2 separate regions of the Zea mays genome follow, and region 2 is linked to region 1. Evidence: chromatin contacts called from public Hi-C data. All regions are on one chromosome and are shown on one strand. Each heading gives the region's core, a stretch centred on a gene start, on an enhancer-like site or on the middle of the called end of the contact. The rest is flanking DNA. Distances are from core to core; before and after follow the strand shown. Region 1 holds the start of LOC100381274. Region 2 holds the start of LOC100284475 (ribonucleoside-diphosphate reductase small chain).

The links. A called contact is a pair of places that touch in the nucleus more often than the background predicts.
Region 2: a contact with region 1 is called in a Hi-C map of ear, with 2.2 times the contacts expected there. The contact joins the promoter of LOC100284475 here to the promoter of LOC100381274 in region 1. A contact is called at or near these places in 2 of 25 Hi-C or Micro-C datasets (ear and leaf).

Annotation. Positions count from the first base shown.
Region 1 is chr9:32,756,197-32,762,215 of Zm-B73-REFERENCE-NAM-5.0, forward strand. LOC100381274 reads left to right here and starts at 2,766. Exons shown (of 5, transcript NM_001195849.2): 1 at 2,766-2,970. It overlaps LOC103639869 (dnaJ protein homolog 2), which reads left to right. Exons shown (of 5, transcript XM_008662555.2): 2 at 1-44; 3 at 148-424; 4 at 537-735; 5 at 1,324-1,752. The coding sequence ends at 1,643.
Region 2 is chr9:32,943,944-32,949,962 of Zm-B73-REFERENCE-NAM-5.0, forward strand. LOC100284475 (ribonucleoside-diphosphate reductase small chain) reads left to right here and starts at 3,334. Exons shown (of 1, transcript NM_001157370.2): 1 at 3,334-4,841. The coding sequence starts at 3,705. The coding sequence ends at 4,724.

The DNA.
Region 1 (6,019 bases), core at 1,516-4,015:
AAGCTCTCTCTGTCCCGCAATGTCCTCTCCTCCAAGTGCAATGGGTAGGTCATCTGAATCCACAACACAAGGATGCCAAAAACTCAATTACAGTATGCTTTCTATATTAGATTCTTAGGATCTCATTGTGTGCTTGTAATCGTGCAGTAAGGGTTCCAAGTCTGGAGCTTCGTCGAGGTGTGCTGGTTGTCAATGTTCTGGCTTCAAGGTCCAAATCCGGCAGTTGGGACCTGGAATGATTCAGCAAATGCAACATCCTTGCAATGAGTGCAAGGGTTCTGGAGAGACCATCAGCGATAAAGATAGATGCCCACAATGCAAAGGTGATAAAGTCGTGTCGGAGAAGAAAGTTTTTGAAGTGGTAGTTGAGAAAGGTATGCAGAACGGACATAAGATCACATTCCCTGGCGAAGCTGATGAAGCGGTAATGACTCCTTAGTCCTCAGTTCTAAAGTTATTCCTCTGGCACAAACTAAACTTCTGTTCTAACTAATGTGTGCAACCTTGGGTTCTAACTATCTTGTGCTCATGTGCAGCCTGATACTGCCACTGGAGATATCATCTTTGTTCTCCAGCAAAAGGAGCATCCCAAGTTCAAGAGAAAGGGCGATGACCTCTTCTACGAGCACACACTGACCTTGATTGAATCTCTGTGTAGCTTCCAGTTTGTTCTGACTCACATGGATAACAGGCAAATGCTGATCAAATTGAACCATGGCGAAGTTGTGAAGCCTAGTGGGTGATTCTGACGTATGATTATGATTCTGCCTTCGTGATTTGGCCAATGCTCATTGATTACTTTAAATTTGTGCAGATTCTTTCAAGGCAATCAACGATGAAGGCATGCCCATGTATCAGAGGCCCTTCATAAAGGGCAAGCTGTACATCCACTTCTCAGTGGAGTTCTCGGACTACATCGTTACCTTTTAGTAAAACTAATATGGTATTCTTTTTATTTATTCTTTATATATTGGACGACTATTTATTCTTTATATATTGGACGACCTCAGTGAGTGAGACCCTACAAGATACATGAGCTTCATGTGTTCATCCGTATCTCCTGAAACTTTTCCCTATCCATAGTTCCATGTAGAGGTGGTGGTATGGCGAGCCGCGCCGGCTCGGCTTGGGTATCTGGCGAGCTCGGAAACCGGTTCAGTTTGACGGAGGCTCACGAGTCTACTACATTCAGTATCACAGTACATAGACACGTATATTTTATATAAAAATTATTGTATAGCCTGGTGGGTGATTCTGACGTATGATTATGATTCTGCCTTCGTGATTTGGCCAATGCTCATTGATTACTTTAAATTTGTGCAGATTCTTTCAAGGCAATCAACGATGAAGGCATGCCCATGTATCAGAGGCCCTTCATAAAGGGCAAGCTGTACATCCACTTCTCAGTGGAGTTCTCGGACTCGTTGAGCCCGGAGCAGTGCAAGGCCCTAGAGGTTGTTCTCCCGCCCAAGCCAGTATCACAGTACACTGACATGGAGCTGGACGAGTGTGAGGATACGATGCCCTACGACGTGAACATCGAAGAGGAGATGCGGAGGCGGCAGCAGCAGCACCAGGAGGCCTACGACGAGGACGATAATGTGCCAGGCGGTGGGCAGAGGGTGCAGTGCGCCCAGCAGTAGGCAGCTTGCGACAAATTTGTTGTTTCGCTTTGGGCGACTATTGAGTTTACCCGCTTGTATTGGTCTTATGATACTTCGGTTACAAGAGTGCAGTATTACTAAGGATTAGTTCCTATATAATGGCACATTGACACTAACATTGTTATGCATTTTAATGTACCCGTAGCAACGCACGGGCATAGACCTAGTTATGCTAAGATGAGAATAACAATACAAGTGATCCAATGAACCTTTTATATTTCTTATTTCTTGTATCTTCTATTGCTCTCACTATTTGGGTATTACACAGCTTTGTAACTTTGGGAGTGTTTGAATGCACTAGACTACAAGAGCTAATAGTTAACTACTAAAATTAATTAAAGGTATTCAAACAATCTAGCTAATAATTTAGCTACTAACTACTTTTATAAGATTAACTAATAGTTAGCTAGCTAATTTTACTAGCAGTTTTTTCGCGAGCTAACTATTAGCTTAGTACATTTAAACATTCTTTATTCACTGCTAATCCACTTCTAAGCTAGTTTAATTTGGAAGCCTCAAAAACCGACCGACTCACGTCACCTCGCACCCGTGTGAAAAAAACACCTTTGTGGTATAAGCAGCCTTTAGAAGCACACAAAAGGGAAATGGGGGTGTTTGGAATGGCTTTCAGTTCCAGTTTTAGTGTGGAGCTATAATTTATAATATTAATTTAGATAATTTAAAAATATTTTTAATTAAAAAATAAATAAAATAATTTATCTAAAAGTTTTATAAATTCTCGTGGCTTTAGCTTTACGATTTTCTGGAGCACCTGGGCTCTATATGTGATAACTCTAACTTTAAAAAATTTAGTAAAGTTGGTGGAACAGGTAATTAGGTGCTTCAGGAAATCGTAGAGCTAAAACTGTAAGACTTTAGAAAACATTTAGATAAGTCATTTTATTTATTATTTAGATTAAAAATATTTTTGAACTAATTAAAACTACACCGGGCTGAAATATGGAGCCATCTCAACTTGTTTTACTAGCTCCACCATTTTTTTTGGAGTGGACCCAATTCCAAAGAGGGCCGAATTATCATCCGGTTCGGACCGGTTTTCACGCCTCCGAAGGCCGGGCAGGCAGGCAGCACCCGCGGAGACGCGGAGCCTCCACTCCTCGTATCGCTTCCTCCTCTGGATCTAGCCGACGCCGCCCTCATCCTGTCACCCACCGACGTCGCCGTCGCCGTCGCCACCTATATCACCCACCGCCTCTGAAGAAGAAGACGCGGATCCGAGGGTAGTTAACTGCTGAAGAAGAAGATCCGGTACGGAGAAGACGCGGAGCAGTACTTCTCCGATCTGGTGAGCTTCCACCCATTTTGGATTCTGTCCGTCGCCGGCGCGCGGACCTCCCTCCTCCTCTCTTGGTCCGCCGCCTGTTCATCCCGCCCGCGCCTCCTGGGGCTTCCTATCCACCTCCGCTCGAACGGCCTCCCTCACCTCGCTGCCGGTCGCGGGCAGGCGGCGGCTCCAGGTGCTCATGGCCCGGCCGGAGTCCACATCTTAACGAAGGAAATTCTGGTGTTATTTAAACTCCAAAGGAACAAATCAATGTGCATGTGCTTGGATTTCGGAATCGTCTTTCCAGTTTCTTACAATATAATAGTAGTTGCTGTTCGATAATTCACCAACTGATGTCGATGTCATGTACGGCCGCCCCTACGTCAGGCAACGGCGTACCCGTGACATACGGCGTGCGCGTGAGCGCGCTGAACACGCCCAAGAGGCAACAGCCGCAGGTTCCATTGGATAAGATCGGGAAATCACCACTACGAGCGTCGGCCAGCAGCAGATCAGGGCGCAGGAATAGCTGCAGTTGCTAGTAGCTAGAAAATTGGAGGTTTGTTTAGAAGATAAGCTCACGGCCAGCAACAGATCAGAGCTGGCCGCTGCTAGCAAATAGGGATAAGTTGTTAAGAAGTTGTTTAGGAAGATAAGTATAGAGAAGAAATAGGAGTTGGTTTGGCTGGCCTGGCTATATATAAAGCAGGCGGTTCTTTTAATAAGGCAAGCATGAATTATATCCCAAATCTCTTCTTCTCTGTTAAGCCTACGGTTGAGGGGAATAACCTCACCGGAGAAGACGGCCGACGGCTACGAGCTGCGTAGCCGCGGTCCGGCCACCCAAGGGCTCGACGCCCTTGACAACTTGGTATCGCGATCCCGGCGATCCTCTCCCACTCGCTCCAATCCTTCATCCACAGCCGCTGCAACCCACACCAGCCCTCCACCTTCACCCCAATCTTCCACCGACTCGGCCCTGCAACCAGCCACCATGGCCGAGCCGTCCATGCAGGACGTGATGGAGATGCTTAGGGCCATCACCACCAAGATGTCCACCATGGAGGCTGACATGGCCGCCATGAAGGAAAAGTCGGCGTCGACGTCGGATTACGGCGCCGGGGGACGCGCAGAGATGCCGCGCGATCTGGATCGCCCACCTAAATTTCAGAAGCTGGACTTCCCACGCTACGACGGCAAGTCCGATCCTATGCTCTTCCTCAACAAGTGTGAGTCGTATTTCCGCCAGCAGCGCACCATGGGGGAGGAGCGCGTTTGGATGGCCTCATACAACCTGGAGGACGTCGCGCAGCTGTGGTACATCCAACTCCAGGAGGACGAGGGCACGCCAACCTGGGGACGGTTCAGGGACCTCCTCAACTTACGGTTTGGACCTCCCCTCCGTTCGGCCCCGCTGTTCGAGCTCGCAGAATGCAGGCGCACAGGGACCGTGGAAGAGTATGCAAATAGATTCCAGGCCCTTCTCCCTCGCGCCGGTCGTCTCGACGAACACCAGCGCGTCCAGCTCTTCACCGGCGGCCTGCTGCCACCACTCAGCCATGCCGTTCGCATCCACAACCCGGAGTCGCTCGCATCAGCCATGAGCCTGGCGCGCCAAGTGGAGTTGATGGAGGCCGACCGGCTGGTGCAGCCTGCACCTCGGGCGCCCTCGCGCGGTCTGCTGTCCGCACCGGCGCCACGTCCAGCGCTTCCAGCGCCCCAGCAGCCGCTGGCGCTCCCTGCACCACCGAGGGCCACCCAGCAGGGCCGTGGCGAGGACAATCAACGGCGCCTCACCCCCGACGAGATGGCGGAGCGGCGCCGCATGGGCCTCTGTTTTAACTGCAATGAAAAGTACACGCGTGGCCACAACCGGTTTTGCAGACGCATTTTTTTCATGGAGGGCGTGGAGATTGAAGACACTAACGACGAGCCTCCGGACGCTGACGGTGAGGCCCCCTGTTTCTCCCTGCAGGCCCTGGCCGGGGTGCCTGTGGCTGACACCATGCAGATCGCCGTCGCGCTTGGTGCCGCCTCGCTGGTCGCCCTCCTCGATTCCGGCAGCACCCACAACTTCATATCCGAGGCGGCGGCGCGGCGCACGGGTCTGCCCCTTCACCAGCGGCCACGTCTCACCGCCATGGTCGCCAACGGCGAGCGCGTCACCTGCGCCGGGGTCCTCCGTGACGCCCCCCTCACCATCGACGGTACCCCGTTCCCGGCCGATCTCTACGTCATGCCGCTCGCTGGGTACGATGTCGTCCTCGGCACACGGTGGCTGGGCGCGCTGGGTCCTATTGTGTGGGACCTGGGCAGCCGGCGCATGAAGTTCCAATTCCAGGGGCGCCCGATATGCTGGACCGGCGTCTCGGCTGCCAGTCCCACAGCAATCAGCGCCACGGTGGCGAGCGAGCAGTTCCTCGACGCACTCCTGGACTCCTTCAGTTCCGTCTTCGCCGAGCCGACCGGTCTGCCACCGCAGCGCGCCCACGACCACCGCATCACCCTGACGCCGGGCGCGCAGCCTGTGGCAGTCCGGCCATACCGGTACCCGGCTGCCCACAAAGACGAGCTGGAACGCCAGTGCGCCGCCATGATGGAGCAAGGGATCGTACGACGCAGCGACTCGCCCTTCTCGTCGCCGGTCCTCCTCGTCAAGAAGCCCGACGGGTCCTGGCGCTTTTGCGTTGATTACCGCGCCCTCAACGCGCTCACGGTGAAGGACGCCTTTCCCATTCCCGTGGTCGACGAGCTGCTGGACGAGCTCCATGGGGCACGGTACTTCTCCAAGCTGGACCTGCGTTCGGGGTACCACCAAGTGCGCATGCGTCCGGAAGATATTCACAAGACGGCGTTCCGCACTCACGATGGGCTGTACGAGTTCCTGGTGATGGCGTTCGGCCTCTGCAACGCGCCAGCAACGTTCCAGGCGCTCATGAACGACGTGCTCCGCCCGTTTCTCCGCCGGTTCGTCCTTGTCTTTTTTGACGATATTCTCATATACAGCAAGACATGGGCAGACCATCTTCGACACCTCCGCGCCGTGCTCGACGAGCTGCACCGCCACCAC
Region 2 (6,019 bases), core at 2,084-4,583, 190 kb after region 1:
GGAGAAGGGGTACACTTACTTGGGACCCTGGACCTTCCAACGACCTTGGAAGCGAGACGTCCGCTGGCTCTGTTGCTGTTCTCGTTGTCGATGCTGCTGCCCCTATGGTGGTGGCAGGCCAGATGATGGTGGTGGCGGCGACGGACCAATGATTGTACTGGCGGAGGGCTGACACGCCCCTGTGAGCCCTGAGCCGGGGAGCCAGCCTCCCCGACCCTACCAGCTGTTTTCTGGCGCTTCTGGGAGAGGTCCGAATCAAGGGGCGGGTCCCCAACGAAAGATCCGTCGGCACGACGCAGTCGATGCCGCCTCTCTCCCTCCGACCTCCCGGAACCACCAGGGGCGGAGGAACTGCTCGCAGCTCCCTTGCCCTTGCCCGAGGGACTGAGAGCTGCTGGGTGAAATCTAGAGTCAGCATCAGCGGGCCGAGAGCCTCCGCTCGGTATGTCGGGGATCTGAATCCCGCGATGGGGGTCCCGGCCGCCAGCCTGGCGAACCACTACGCCGCTTTCGTCAAGGGTCAGCAGCGAATCCAAGATCGCTGTCCTCAACCCTGGATCGTCGCAAAGCGGGGGAATGCCTTCGGGAAGGATCAAGGACTCAACAACGAAGGACTCACCAGTGATCCCCTTCACCAAGAGTTCTAGCTCCTCCCAAGATAGGTCGGTGCCTGGGCCGCGTTGGACCCGGCTGGGGTCGTTCGTGCCAGAAAACCAACAACTCAAGCGTGCCCTCGCCTGCAGCGGCGCGATCCGGTGCTGCAAGAAGTCGCCGACCACGTGCATCGACGTCAGACCACCAGACGCCAGAGATTCGATCCTGCCTAACACAGGCTCAAATTCCGGCACCAACGGTGGCTTAGCTCTCCATTGCTTCTTCTCGAGCCTCGACCCCTCACTTGGAAGCACGAGGCGGTCGCTAGCCTCGGTACTGGCGATCACCCATTCGGCCCACCAGTTTTCCCACCTCGCGCCGCTGAGGGAAGAGATATAGGAGCGGGCTGAATCCGCCCTTGTCTAGAAATAATACACTCCAAGATGGTCCTTGGCCTTCCCGGACTTCACCAGCACGTCAGCAAGTGCCCAGAAATGGCACGTCAGCCAGGCTTTGGCCCCACCTACAGGGTCGTAGCCTCCCATGAGGAGGGCCCTGGGGCCACTGTCGGTACCCTAGAACAGGGGTACCACTTACTATAGTAAGGAGGCACGGTAAACTACGCCTCACCCCCCCACGGGGGCAATCTCCGGGGCCACCAGGATCCGGACCCCCGTGAGGGAACGCCGGACCCCAACACACCTAATTGGGATCTCAGTGTTCCCCTAAGATGGAACCTGGACCCCTCTAGGTGAGGTCCGGACCGTCCACAACGAGATCTCGGGACGAGGAATATCCTGGCTTGAGTCGGGAGCGTACAGGGGTCCGACATAGACACTTGTCGGGATTTTGTCAGGCACGCCTACTCTCCCTGCCCGGGCGGAAACCCGATGCTGCCACGTGTCTGTGGCCCGTGACGAAAGCCAGAGAGCAGGGCCTGACGTAAGGATTCGGGCCCATGCGATCTCTGCATTTATTGCGGAGATCGCGCGCCGCCTGACCGCCCTGCTCACAGGCGAAGTGCTGACTCGGCATTTAATGCGCCCCGTCCACTCTGGTGGCAAGCGTCGACCAGAGCGGACAACATACCTGTCCAATCAAAGCAGTGGGCAGTACGCCCGCACCGATGCATGCACACAGTAGTCATCATAACTTGGTCCATTCCAAGGAACCTTAGGCATCACGCCAATTCTACTCAGGCAATGGATGTCAAGGCCCAGGGAGATAGCGTAAGGAGACCAACACTAGTTGCTCCGGGTGTTCCACCCTTATGTCTCTGGGCCCGCATGTCGGGGCTCAGGGTCTCTTTGTACATGTCCCCCCTCGACTATAAAGGGGAAGGCACGCGACGTTACAGACACACGCAATCTTAGACTCGCTAAGCTCATACAAGCTCTTGAGCAATACAACTCACAGTGGAGTAGGGTATTACGCTCCGGCGGCCCGAACCTCTCTAAACCCACGTGTGCTCTCGTGTGTTGATCCACCAGCTCCGTAGCAAGTGAAACGCTTAGGCCCCTCCTCTCTTCAGGATTTAGGGCGGGTGCAATCCGCCACCCGGCCGGAAATTTCCTCTCCGACAATTAGTAACTGCTAATAAAACTTGGCCGATTTATTAAAAGCAATGCTCAACTTTAACCCTTATTTGTTGATCAGCCTTATACTTCACATGAGCTCCCACTTTTAATAAGTTCATGCACATTATTCTCCACAACTTGTTGAGCTACGATCTTTTGTGAGCTCATCTTTGCGATATATAAACCCCCACACAAGTGAAAAGCAGGTAGTCCAGGAGGAGGTCTATGATGAGGAGTACAAGCTCATCTAGGTGGCGTCTCCCAGTCAGTTTTATGGCACCGAGGAATAATACTTAGTTCGCTTTATTGTTCTCATTTATTTTTTAAGATACTTCCGCTATGTAATAATGATATTTGTGATATTTATCTCTATACACTTTGTCATTATATGTGATATTTTTTTGGCGCACATATAAGACGCACCCGGCTTTACCCCTTAAATCCGGGCGTGACAGGGAGCCAGCTGGTCCTGGGATTCGGGGAGGGAGGAGAATGGGATGCGGTCGCAGTGCTCCTCTCTCGGGGCCTCGGGTAGTCGGGCTCGGTCCTGGAGAGTAATGGGGATCTGGGGATGGAGAAATTCGGGCCCACATGTAAGGAATCTTGTGGGACCTACACGTCAGTCGACGACAACAATCACAGAAACGAAGCAGGTGGACCCAATATCGTAATGTCGTGTTAACTATTTTATGTATTAGTTTTGAAAGTCTGCTTTTCGCTTGGTTCAAAATGGTGTGTTGATTGTGGACATGCTAGCATTAGCTTATATGTGATATAGGCGAACCTACGTTATGGGGAGTGAGGGCACAATTTTCTTGTTTTAGTGGATATTTTATTTTATTTATTGTAGCTAGAAAGGTTCAGAAGTCGCTAGACCTTCATTTAGATCCCCACTCATATATTGGGCCTCACTCAACCTTTGGCTGCCCCTAATCTAGATCACTTATGATATCAACAAGAGATAAGCATATTTTCGAAATTTAAATTTTAATAAACCTGACCAACATTTATTTGCAAACCCATTTGATCCACGATCGTAAAAGATGGACGAAATTCGGCAGTCCACGAAGCGGCGAGCCAACAGCACTCATCTCCCGAAATTTCCCATCCCAGCCCATCTTACCAAAACGCCCCTCGCCGCCACCTGTCAGGCATTCGAAAATGCTCTCTCTATCCCCAAACGAACAACGCCGCCTCAACCTCTCTTGTCCTTCCTCTCCCGCCGCTCGGCTCGCCGCCGAAACATTTCCGCCCTGAATTTTCAAATCCCCCGGCAAAATCGAAAATTTTCCCAATCTTCCATAGCACGGCGCGCCCCCTGTTTTCTCCCTCTGCCCACCCTTATCCGTTCTTCGCGCGCTCGCGCCTCCTTCCCTTGCAAGCCCGCGCGGCTGCGCCAACTCCGTCCCAATTCAAAATCTGCACTCTAATTCCCACCATTCCTATAAATCCCCCGCCTCCCTGCTCTCCTCCCTAAATCACACAACTTTCGCCCAATTCCCCACTAGCAACCGTCCCCACAATCCTCCGACGATGCCTGCCGCGCCGACGCTGTTGCCCCCGTGCGACGCGGAGGAGCCGCTGCTGGCGGAGTCCTCCGACCGCTTCTCCATGTTCCCGATCCGTTTCCCGCAGATCTGGGAGTTCTACAAGAAGGCGGTGGCCTCCTTCTGGACGGCGGAGGAGGTTGACCTCTCTGCCGACGCCCGGCACTGGGACGAGGCGCTGTCCCCCGACGAGCGGCACTTCATCTCCCACGTGCTCGCCTTCTTCGCTGCCTCCGACGGCATCGTGCTCGAGAACCTCGCTTCCCGCTTCATGACCGACGTGCAGGTCGCCGAGGCGCGGGCCTTCTACGGCTTCCAGATCGCCATCGAGAACATCCACTCGGAGATGTATTCGCTGCTGCTCGAGACCTACATCCGCGACCACGTCGAGAAGGACCGCCTGTTCCGCGCCATCGACACCGTGCCCGCGGTCCGGCGCAAGGCTGACTGGGCCATGCGCTGGATCGACGGCGGGGAGCGCTTCGCTGAGCGCATCGTTGCCTTCGCCTGCGTCGAGGGCATATTCTTCTCGGGGTCCTTCTGCGCCATCTTCTGGCTCAAGAAGCGCGGGCTCATGCCGGGCCTCACCTTCTCCAACGAGCTCATCTCCCGCGATGAGGGCCTCCACTGTGATTTCGCCTGCCTCCTCTACGAGCTTCTCCGCAACAAGCTCGACGAGGCCCGCGTACGCGAGATCGTCGCAGACGCTGTCGACATCGAGCGCGAGTTCGTCTGCGACGCCCTCCCTGTCGCGCTCGTCGGCATGAACGGGGATCTCATGAGCCAGTACATTGAATTCGTGGCCGACCGCCTGCTCATGGCGCTCGGGTGCAAGAAGATGTACAACGTGACCAATCCCTTCGACTGGATGGAGCTCATCTCGCTGATGGGGAAGACCAACTTCTTCGAGAAGCGCGTGGGTGACTACCAGAAGGCATCCGTCATGAACAGCCTCAACGGCGGCGGCGCTGCCGACCACGTCTTCAGCATCGACGAGGACTTCTGAGTTGGCACGCGTAATCTATGGTGTCGGTTTAATGTTAGTATTTGCTTGTAGTTTGTAAGCGTGATACATGTACTCTGAGCCGCTTGATGCAATGATGCTGTTTCATTTTCTGTGTTACTGGTTCTCCCAATACACCAGCGTGTGCGTGTCCTTAAGCTGCGCCCGTGGTGTTGGAGGCATTGGCTGCACAAACGGCAGCAGTCCTTGCCCGAGGCCATGCCCGCTCAGTGTTCGACGAAATGCTTAGTTGAAGAGCCTGTGCCCGCAGCCAGGGCGTTCGATGAAACGCACCAGCCGAATGGGCACCAGGCCCGCGGGTGCGCGCAGGGTGTTCGGCGGAATGCGTGAGTGGTTGCAGGCAAAGACTAGAGTAGGCCTCCTAAATTAAGGTTTTAGGGGCAGCGTGGGCCCTACTTTGGTGGCGATTTGCGGCCCTCAGCGTGGTGCCAAAACTTTTGTACCGAGTGATCTCGTCAGTAACTTACGGCAAAAACTGAAGAAATCATGAGTATCGTATGAAATTGACGTGGTTTTGGCTGTATCTTGGTTACCAAACGTAACCGTCGCAATTTTATACGTGATACTGAGTTCGATGATAGTCACCCTTGCGCGCTACCAAATTTGGCCTCATGTTTGCATGGCAGCTATGTGGCCACATACCACTACCAGTCTACCAGACACAAAATTAGCTTCAACGGAGTACGGTGCTTCTTTTCCCCCTTTCTCGTTTCTGTGTGCAAAATATATGCTACCTCGTCCCAAAATAATTATATATATCGTTTTTCAAGAAGTTATTTTTTTAAAATGACATAACATTTTTAAAAATATACCGATATTAATACTACACCAATAAAGATTAATTATAAAATTTCAAAGAATCATAATAAGAGTTAGATTAGTTGTAAAATCTCAATACTCCTTTGCACATTTGTTTTTCTTGATTCTGCACCAACCTATTTCAAGGACTAGCGTAGAGTAATTGAAGTATCGAATATGCGACCATAAGAAATAAATTAGAGCCAATAAATTTTTTGTGCCAAGACAATCTTAGTTTAATTCCTAAGCTCAGACTAAACCCACGTGACACCTAAAGACTTCAAAAAGATTCAAATCAAGAACATCTCATCCAATTGGTGATTGGATGCGCTAAACAAGTTACGAAGATTATGAACCGATCAGTTTAAGTGGAACTCAATTTTGACACGGGAAAGTCCAAGAAAGAATCAAATGAGAAAAAAAATCTCTAATCACTGTGGCACTGCCGCCAAAAGTTCGATAGTGTGCGTCGTGGTGCG